2 separate regions of the Culex quinquefasciatus genome follow, and region 1 is linked to region 2. The links are chromatin contacts, called in public Hi-C maps. All regions are on one chromosome and are shown on one strand. Each heading gives the region's core, a stretch centred on a gene start, on an enhancer-like site or on the middle of the called end of the contact. The rest is flanking DNA. Distances are from core to core; before and after follow the strand shown. Region 1 holds the start of LOC6045009 (ras-related protein Rab-14). Region 2 holds the start of LOC6035789 (transmembrane and coiled-coil domain-containing protein 6).

Region 1 (3,773 bases), core at 1,106-3,605, 230 kb after region 2:
TTACCCAAACAACCCACAATTTTCTAACGTCGATATCTCAGCAACTAATAGTACGATTTTCAATAATAAAATATGAAACATTCGTGAAATTTTCCGATCTTTCCGAAAAAACATATTTGACTTTTTTTTAAATCAAGACTATCATTTCAAAAAGGCGTTATGAATGTTTGGCCCTTTTGAAATGTTAGTCTTGATTTGGAAATTTGAAAAGTATTTTTTTCGGAAAGATCGGAAAATTTCACGAATGTTTCATATTTTAACATTGAAAATCGGACCATTAGTTGCTGAGATATCGACATTAGAAAATGGTGTTTTGTTTGGGTGGGACTTAACATCAATTTTCCTGTTTTTAAACCTTTGCATTGCAATATCTCAGCAACTATAGGTCGTATCAACAAAGTTCAAGAAAGCAAAATATAGAGAATTTTATCAGCTCTTCAAAAATATTTTTTTTCAAAACTGCGACTATTTAAACAAAAAATCCTAAATATGGCTATATGTATCTTGAAAACGGTGCACTTCATGAAAATTTCACTAAGGTACTTTTTGATTGCAAATTTGATTTTACATCGAAAAATGAAGTTGAAAAATTTTTGTGACCAAAATTTCGATTTTTTTGAAAAAATCAGTATTGATTAAAAAATTAATAACTCGGTCAATGATTTTTTGCACAACCTGGAAATTTCTGAAAAGTTAGCATTTTATGTCCCCTAAAACATATCACCAACAGTCTAGCAAACGTCAAATTCATAAATAAATGCTGTCGGATCCTTTTCCGGATCTCTTCTGGAAATGAACCGGCAGCATTTTTGTATGGTTTGACGTTTGCAGGGAGAGTCGAGAAAATTTCGTGCATCGGTCAATTGAAATAAGACAAGTACAATCCAAGCTCGATAATTCACAGTTTTAATTGGGTACTAAAGCCCTATGCCAATTTTTATGTACAACGGTAAAAAATACGATTAAAAACCATTGCTGATCACTTTTTTTCATTTTAATGCAATTTTTTTTTTTTTTTTTTGACAAGAAAACATTTTTTCGATGGATCAACTATGGTCCCCTTGGAACGATTTGTCAAGTAGGAGCTTTTCTGTCAAGAAGTACCGCGAGGTTAATTTTTCAAAATTGATTTAAAAATCCATTTTAAGCTCTTTATGGTCGTACAAAGGGTCATTGTACTCAGAAAAATAAGCTTTATCGCTGTGAACAATAATATCAGCAATCTAAGCTTCATTTTAGGACCCAATTATCCAATGCTTCGGATAATCGACTCAGCAACAATTTTCTAACTTCCAAAATAACAAAAATATCAAATTTAAGTTCTGAAGCCCATGATTAGTCATATTAGGATGGTTGATTTCCTAATATTTTCTCAATATTTTAATACCACCATTTTGAATAAAAAAAAACTTATTACTTTAGAATTGTGAAGGGGTTATACTTTAGCTCGACAATTAAAAAAAACAGCAATAAAAAAGATTTTTCGTTATTCGATTATCCGGATTAGTTTTTTCCTTGGCCTTCGGATAATTGAGATTGAACTATACTCATTTCATAATGGAAAAATCACATAAATAACAAACTGTCAATATTTAAAGAATTCTATTTAAAATGATTTTGTCTCTCTCTCTAAATTTTTATTTAGGCAATAGGCAAGAAAACCGTGACGTAGCAAATGAACTCAAAGAACTCAGTATTCATTTTGTGAGTGCCATTTGAGTGGTTTGACAGGTGTCAAATCGGGACTTAGCATTTTTTGAATTTGAATTTGCTTCCGATTGCGCGAAACGTCATAACCCGAGTTTTTTTTTCCAGTATTATTGCCCGTGTGCTTGTCCGTGCTTCTGGCCGTCTTCGTGTACGTGCACCTGACCACGTAGGTGCCTGTTTCTGGTCGTTCCTGTGGCCGTGCTCTAGGCCGTGTCCTTGTCCGGACTCCTGACCGTGTTAGTGTCCGTGCTTCTGACCGTTTTCGTGTCCTTGGCCGTGTAGGTGTCTGTTCCTGGGTATTCCCGTGGCCATGTCCTTGCTCCGTGTTCCTGGTCGTGTTTGTGTCCATGCGAAACGGAACAACCGGAGAAAAATTATAATTTTAATTGCCAAGTCCCGGAACTGACACCTGTCAAAAAAGTTCATTCGGTTGTTTACCTTTGAGGTTAAGTTCCGAGCTTTTCTCCTCTATATGGAAGTATGAAGGAAACGGTTCAATCTGATATAAAATTACAAACGGTTATTTCATCCTTAGATTGCATGCAATATTTTATAGCATCAATCTTCTATACAACCAAAGACACACACCCTTCCTCCAAAATCCAACCCTGTCACCGGATTACCATCTCCCTTTTCAAGGGGGAAACCAAAATAAAGACCTGTCATCCTGCCTTTTTAGCTCGTCCCGTCAGTCAGTCGATTCCAATTCCGATCGAAAGCGATTAATTAAATCAGTGCAAAAACACCCACCCACAGGAAGCGAAACCCTCTTTGTTTGGGTTCTTAGTCACATTTCTCCGAAACTCCCCCGAACAGGAACGTGGTGCTGGTCGCAGTGGCCGCCTTCAACCCGATGGCCTCGGTGCGCATTCCCGAGCAGAAGATCATCCTCTGCGGCGAGTACGGCGTGGGGAAGAGTTCGCTGTTCCGGCGGTTCGCGACCAACTCGTTCGTGACAGCCACCGATCGGCAGTCCACGCTCGGGCTGGACCATTACGATCGGAGCTTTGCGGTGGGGGAGAAGAATATTAAGGTTGGTTGGTTCCTCATTGTAGGTTTGGGGATTGATGGTTGTTTTGGTTTCTTTCAGCTTCAGCTCTGGGACACTGGCGGTATGGAGCGGGTAGCGTCGGTCACTTCCAGTTACTACAAGTTCGCTGAGGCTGCTCTGTTGGTGTTTGCTCTGGACAACCCGGCGTCGTTCCACTCTCTGTCACAGCACATGCTGGATGTGGTCACCTACGCTGAGAATGCAAAGATCTTCCTCGTTGGGAACAAGGTCGATATGGAGCAGACGGGGAATCCGGAAGTTACCGAAGCGGACATGGAATCGTTCTGCGAGCAGTGTCACAGCTTGATCAGTGCGACGTACAAGACGTCCTGCAGGACGGGAGAAGGTATCGAAGAGATGTTCCAAGATATTGCCAACACGTTGGTTGATTCGAACCGATCGCGGCTGGAGCTTCAGGCGCTGGATTCGCACGGATTCAAAATCGAACCGCCGGAAGAGATAGGCGAACCGTCCTGTCTTTGCTAGCATTTTGTGCCCTCGTTGTAGGGCACTAAAACAAACAACAAACTTGCAACCAAATGATCTTAGACACCGAGCTACGAAGGGTTTGGCGCGACGCTGAGACAGACCGTCCGGAACAATTGATAGAGAAGGCAGCATTGGCCACAGGGGGAAGCGAGTTGTGATTCTTTGAACAATTCATAAATAACATAAACGGATACACTACGAATGTAGCAGCAGGTAGCCAGGTCTTGAGGATGACTTCAGTACGTTCTGCTGACCAGTTTTGGGTCGAGTGCCATAGAACGGAAATGATCGGCATGGAAATCAAAATTCATACACATTTTACCAAGTAGTGTGACGAGCTTTCTGTGTTAATCAGTTATCGCTAAATTTTTGCCATTACGAACAGTAAAATATTGATAACTCTAATTGGACACGTTGGAAAAGTCCTATTGGACTTTCAACCTACTCAAATAACTAACAGGTGAACATGAATGGCATTGTGGCGTAACATGCTAGTAATTTGCTGATTTATAAGTTAAACAAT
Region 2 (4,168 bases), core at 1,141-3,640:
ATTTGTTATGCATCGTTATGATTTTTTTTTGTTATTTCAATTAGGCCGTTGCAAATATTTTTCAAAGTTTACGTCGCCCCCCCTCCTCCCCCCCCCTTCAAAATTGGTCCAAAAAATCAGGGGACAAAAAAAATATTTTTTCAAAAAACTTCAAAAAAGTCAAATCAACTGAAAACAATCTAAAACGCATTTTTCTGCATTGATAATCATATTTAGCATGTGTGGGCTGGATTTAAAATATTTTGAATTTTTATGATATTCCAATACACCGCAAAACTTTATTTTCGGCAAAAAAAAAAATTTCGTCAATACTTTGGTATTTTGGAAACTAATGATTGCAAAACAACTGGACAGGTGTATAATGCATTTTAAAAACTTTTTTCATTCAAATGTTAAAACCGTGGCTCTTAAATTCATTTTTTTGCCCCACCTCGACTTTGGTCAGAGTCGAGGGACATAAACTTCAAAAAATATTTGCAACGGCCTTACTGACAAATAACATTTTCAGTTGTTCTTGGAACAAATCTTTGTTATTATTTTTTTTATTTTAACAACTGATTCGAAAATCCCAATAACAGCTAGAGGTATTCTTCTATAACAAAAAATGTTATTCCAAAGTTGTTTTGGCTTGCAACCAATATTAGACCAATAACAAACTTTGTTATGATAACATAAACTGTTATTTAACCCTTATGCAAAAATGGATTTTTCAAGAAGATTCCATAACACATTCTGTTATTTTAACAGTATTTGCTATTGAAATGGCATGAATTTTGTTATTACCGTCTGCCCGGGTTATAAATTTATGGTTGAAACTTATGAAAATAACAACTTTTGCTATATTTTCATAGAATCGGAGACACAAAAATCATCCAAATTCACTTTTTTTTTTAAATTTGTTGGGCTTTTGTCAGGAATTGGAGATGTTTAAATAATTATTTTATCGGTTTGTATGATAATCAATTCAATTTATTATTCTAATCCAAATTGAATAAACCATAAGTTCATGTAAGTACAACAATTCCAGCTAACTTCCTTATTAAATATTCAAACCAACAATGCTTTTGGAATAATAACACATTCAACAAAATTATCAAACTGCACGAACCTCTTGAATTCGTTACCCGTGCCCGTCTTGCTCATGTTACCCACTAACCACAAAATTTCCCTACAAACTGCTACTTGACCATCCTCAGAAAACAAATTAAACAACTGACTTAGCTTAAAATTATGCTGCTGACACTGAGCTACCAAAAAATCCACGCAACCTTCGTTGATCGCGACCAGATTGGCCAGTATTCGGATCGAGAGAATTGCTTCCGCCCCATTTTCGATTCCAATAAGAACCAACTGTTGAACGACGTGCTTGACTATTTGAGGTGCTGTTTCGACATCCAGCGTTTCAAATCCGGAGAGGCACAAGGCTTTGTAGACCACCTTGAGACTGTTCAGTTGGGGCTCCTTTGAAGAAGTCAGAGGCAGGATGGTGGCGTGAATTGTTTCAATGCTAAAAATGGTTCAATTATTAAGTTGACGATATTTTCATGAAGATTTACCAACTCACCTAATGAATGCTGGATCATGGTCTAGAATAAGTTCAATCGCCAACAGTATCTCAGCTAGAAGATCATCCTTTTCAAGGACTTCCAAAAGATGAGTCAAACTGGGAATGATTCCTTGCGAGTTCAAGATCTTCATGGCTTTTGTCCCAGATGAAATCATGTTCTGCAAGGTCCACATGCAGGTCGTCTATAACGAGAGTAGATTATCACTAAAAATATCTGAGACAAACCAGTCACAATACTCACCGCAACCCTCCGATTGCTCAAGTTCTCCACCAGCGCGACCAAGTACGTCCCCGCGAACGTGGCCACTTTCTCGCAGCAAACCTCATCCCCCAGGCTCAAATTGCACAAACACTCCGCGGCCAGCAGCTGCCGGTCCGAGTCATGTCCGGTCAGTTCCTTCACCACCACGTTGATCGCCCCCGTAATCCGAACAAACTCGGAGATGTTCTCGCCGCTCTGCTGAAATCCGTAGCTCAGCTTGACCAGATCTCGCAGGTCGGCGTGCTTGCGTCGTTTGATCCGCGAGGCGAGGCCCTTGATTTCCTGCGGGGTCACACTTTCGATGGCCGCCACCTCCTGGAGCATTTCGCCCAGGTTGGCCCGATTCACGTCGAGTTCGGCCTTGCGGTGGAGTTGGCGCTCCCAGCGGACCTCGTTGCGGTTCTGCTCGCGGATGCGCGGTTCCGGAACGGGGACCACGTTTAGCGTGGTGGCCATTGTGTGTTGGGTAGGTCTGGTTGAACTGTGGATATGAACTGAACTCTGGTGTGTAGATGAGTACAAAGCCGGTTAGTTAGACTTGTTTGTTGTTTACAAACTTTGTTTGTGTCGACTCCAAAATGGCTTGCAATTTTATCCACAAATAGGTAGTTCATATTAATGGTGTACCTACCTTAAACTTGCGTGCAAGTTTTTATGCAATTTAGTTTGCTATAATTTATTTACCGCTGTAATCGTCAACGTTTTTCTTATTTCTTTTTTTGGTTAATTTTTCAAATTATTTTTTGAAATCAGTTTTCTGATCACTCTCATTTAAATACTGCGTAATTTACATTTCTTTAAACTACTGCACTAAAATTTCAAAAGTTTTACTTGTAAACAATTACACGCAAAACAATCAAGCTTGTGATAAACAATTCAAGTGACCAAACAATCAAAAGAGTGAATTTTCCATAAGTTTAAGCCATATAATAGTAGGGTAAATTCTCGTATGTTTGGCAGGTTAATCTCTCGCTCCTAACTCCATCCAATTTGCTGTTTTTCACTATTTAAAAAAATAAGTTTGCAAAACTTTTTATAGAAACTGGCTTGCTCACTTCTTATTGACCTATTTATCACTCGATTACAGTTGAAAACGCTTTTAATTAGCTTTAATTGAATGTCAAAGTCGTGACCTGCCAACATTAGAGGCACGCTGGAATTAGATGCTGTTCCCCTAGTTTATACAAAAAGAGGATTTTTTTAGCACGAGTCGTACATTTATCCAACGAGGTTTAACAAGTTCGAAGCCAAAACCTTGCCATTAATGTTTGGATTTTTCATCTAAATGCCCTTAAATGTTTTCAAACTGAAAATTAGAGAAACATTAAAATTATTCCTGGATAGCAGAAAACGGATAGCAATTACCTTTTGAAAATGGTTTTAAATTTTAAATAATTTCAATTTAAAAAAAAATCTACAAATACTCTAAGGCTGATTCAAATTTTATGAAAAGTGTCAACCACCCCTTCCCCCCCCTCCCACCCCTTTCTACAAAATTCTCCCGACAAATCAGAATTTATGCATTTCCCTGTGTTTTGAATCATTTTTTAGCAAATTTAGGTTGATTTAAAAATCTTTAAAATTTTTGAAAATTTTGGATGTTTGGTATCGCAATAAGTTTTCTTTTGCTATTTTTTTTTGTTTTCGTCAAATCTTTTTTTTTAAAGTAATGATTGCAAAACAACTTGTGTAAAATGCATTTAATAACACTTTTTGCATTCAAACGTTAAGACTGTGGCTTGTTATTTCAGTTTTTATATTTTTTTGCATTTTGTTTCTACACACTCAGATTTTTTTTTAAACCGAATTCGGTAGTTAAAAAAGTCGGTAAATCTGTCAAAATGAACAAAATTTTACCGAATTTCGGTTGTACGGTGGACAATAATGAATTCGGTAATTTTCGCTTTGAGCAATTCTCTGAGATTTTTTTGTATTTTTTAATCCGGCTGAAACTTTTTTGGTGCCTTCGGTATGCCCAAAGAAGCCATTTTGCATCACTAGTTTGTCCATATAATTTTCCATACAAATTTGGCAGCTGTCCATACAAAAATGATGCATGAAAATTCAAAAATCTGTATCTTTTGAAGGAATTTTTTGATCGATTTGGTGTCTTCAGTAAAGTTGTAGGTATGGATACGGACTACACTGGAAAAAAATAATACACGGTAAAAAAATTTGTATTCAATAACATTCAATATTACGCCCTTTTAAAATGTAAGTCTTGATTTGAAAATTTTGAAAATATTGTTTTCGAAAAAATCGGAAAATTTCACAAATGTTTCATATTTTAACATTGAAAATCGGACCATTAATTGCTGAGATATCGACATTGAAAAATG

What was found. A called contact is a pair of places that touch in the nucleus more often than the background predicts.
Region 1: a contact with region 2 is called in a Hi-C map of whole body, with 9 times the contacts expected there. The contact joins the promoter of LOC6045009 here to the promoter of LOC6035789 in region 2. A contact is called at or near these places in 2 of 2 Hi-C or Micro-C datasets (both in whole body).

Annotation. Positions count from the first base shown.
Region 1 is chr2:221,043,914-221,047,686 of VPISU_Cqui_1.0_pri_paternal, forward strand. It overlaps LOC6045009 (ras-related protein Rab-14), which reads left to right and starts at 2,356. Exons shown (of 2, transcript XM_001862398.2): 1 at 2,356-2,743; 2 at 2,801-3,773. The coding sequence starts at 2,564. The coding sequence ends at 3,247.
Region 2 is chr2:220,809,725-220,813,892 of VPISU_Cqui_1.0_pri_paternal, forward strand. It overlaps LOC6035789 (transmembrane and coiled-coil domain-containing protein 6), which reads right to left and starts at 2,391. Exons shown (of 3, transcript XM_001845861.2): 1 at 1,809-2,391; 2 at 1,565-1,749; 3 at 952-1,507. The coding sequence starts at 2,285. The coding sequence ends at 1,048.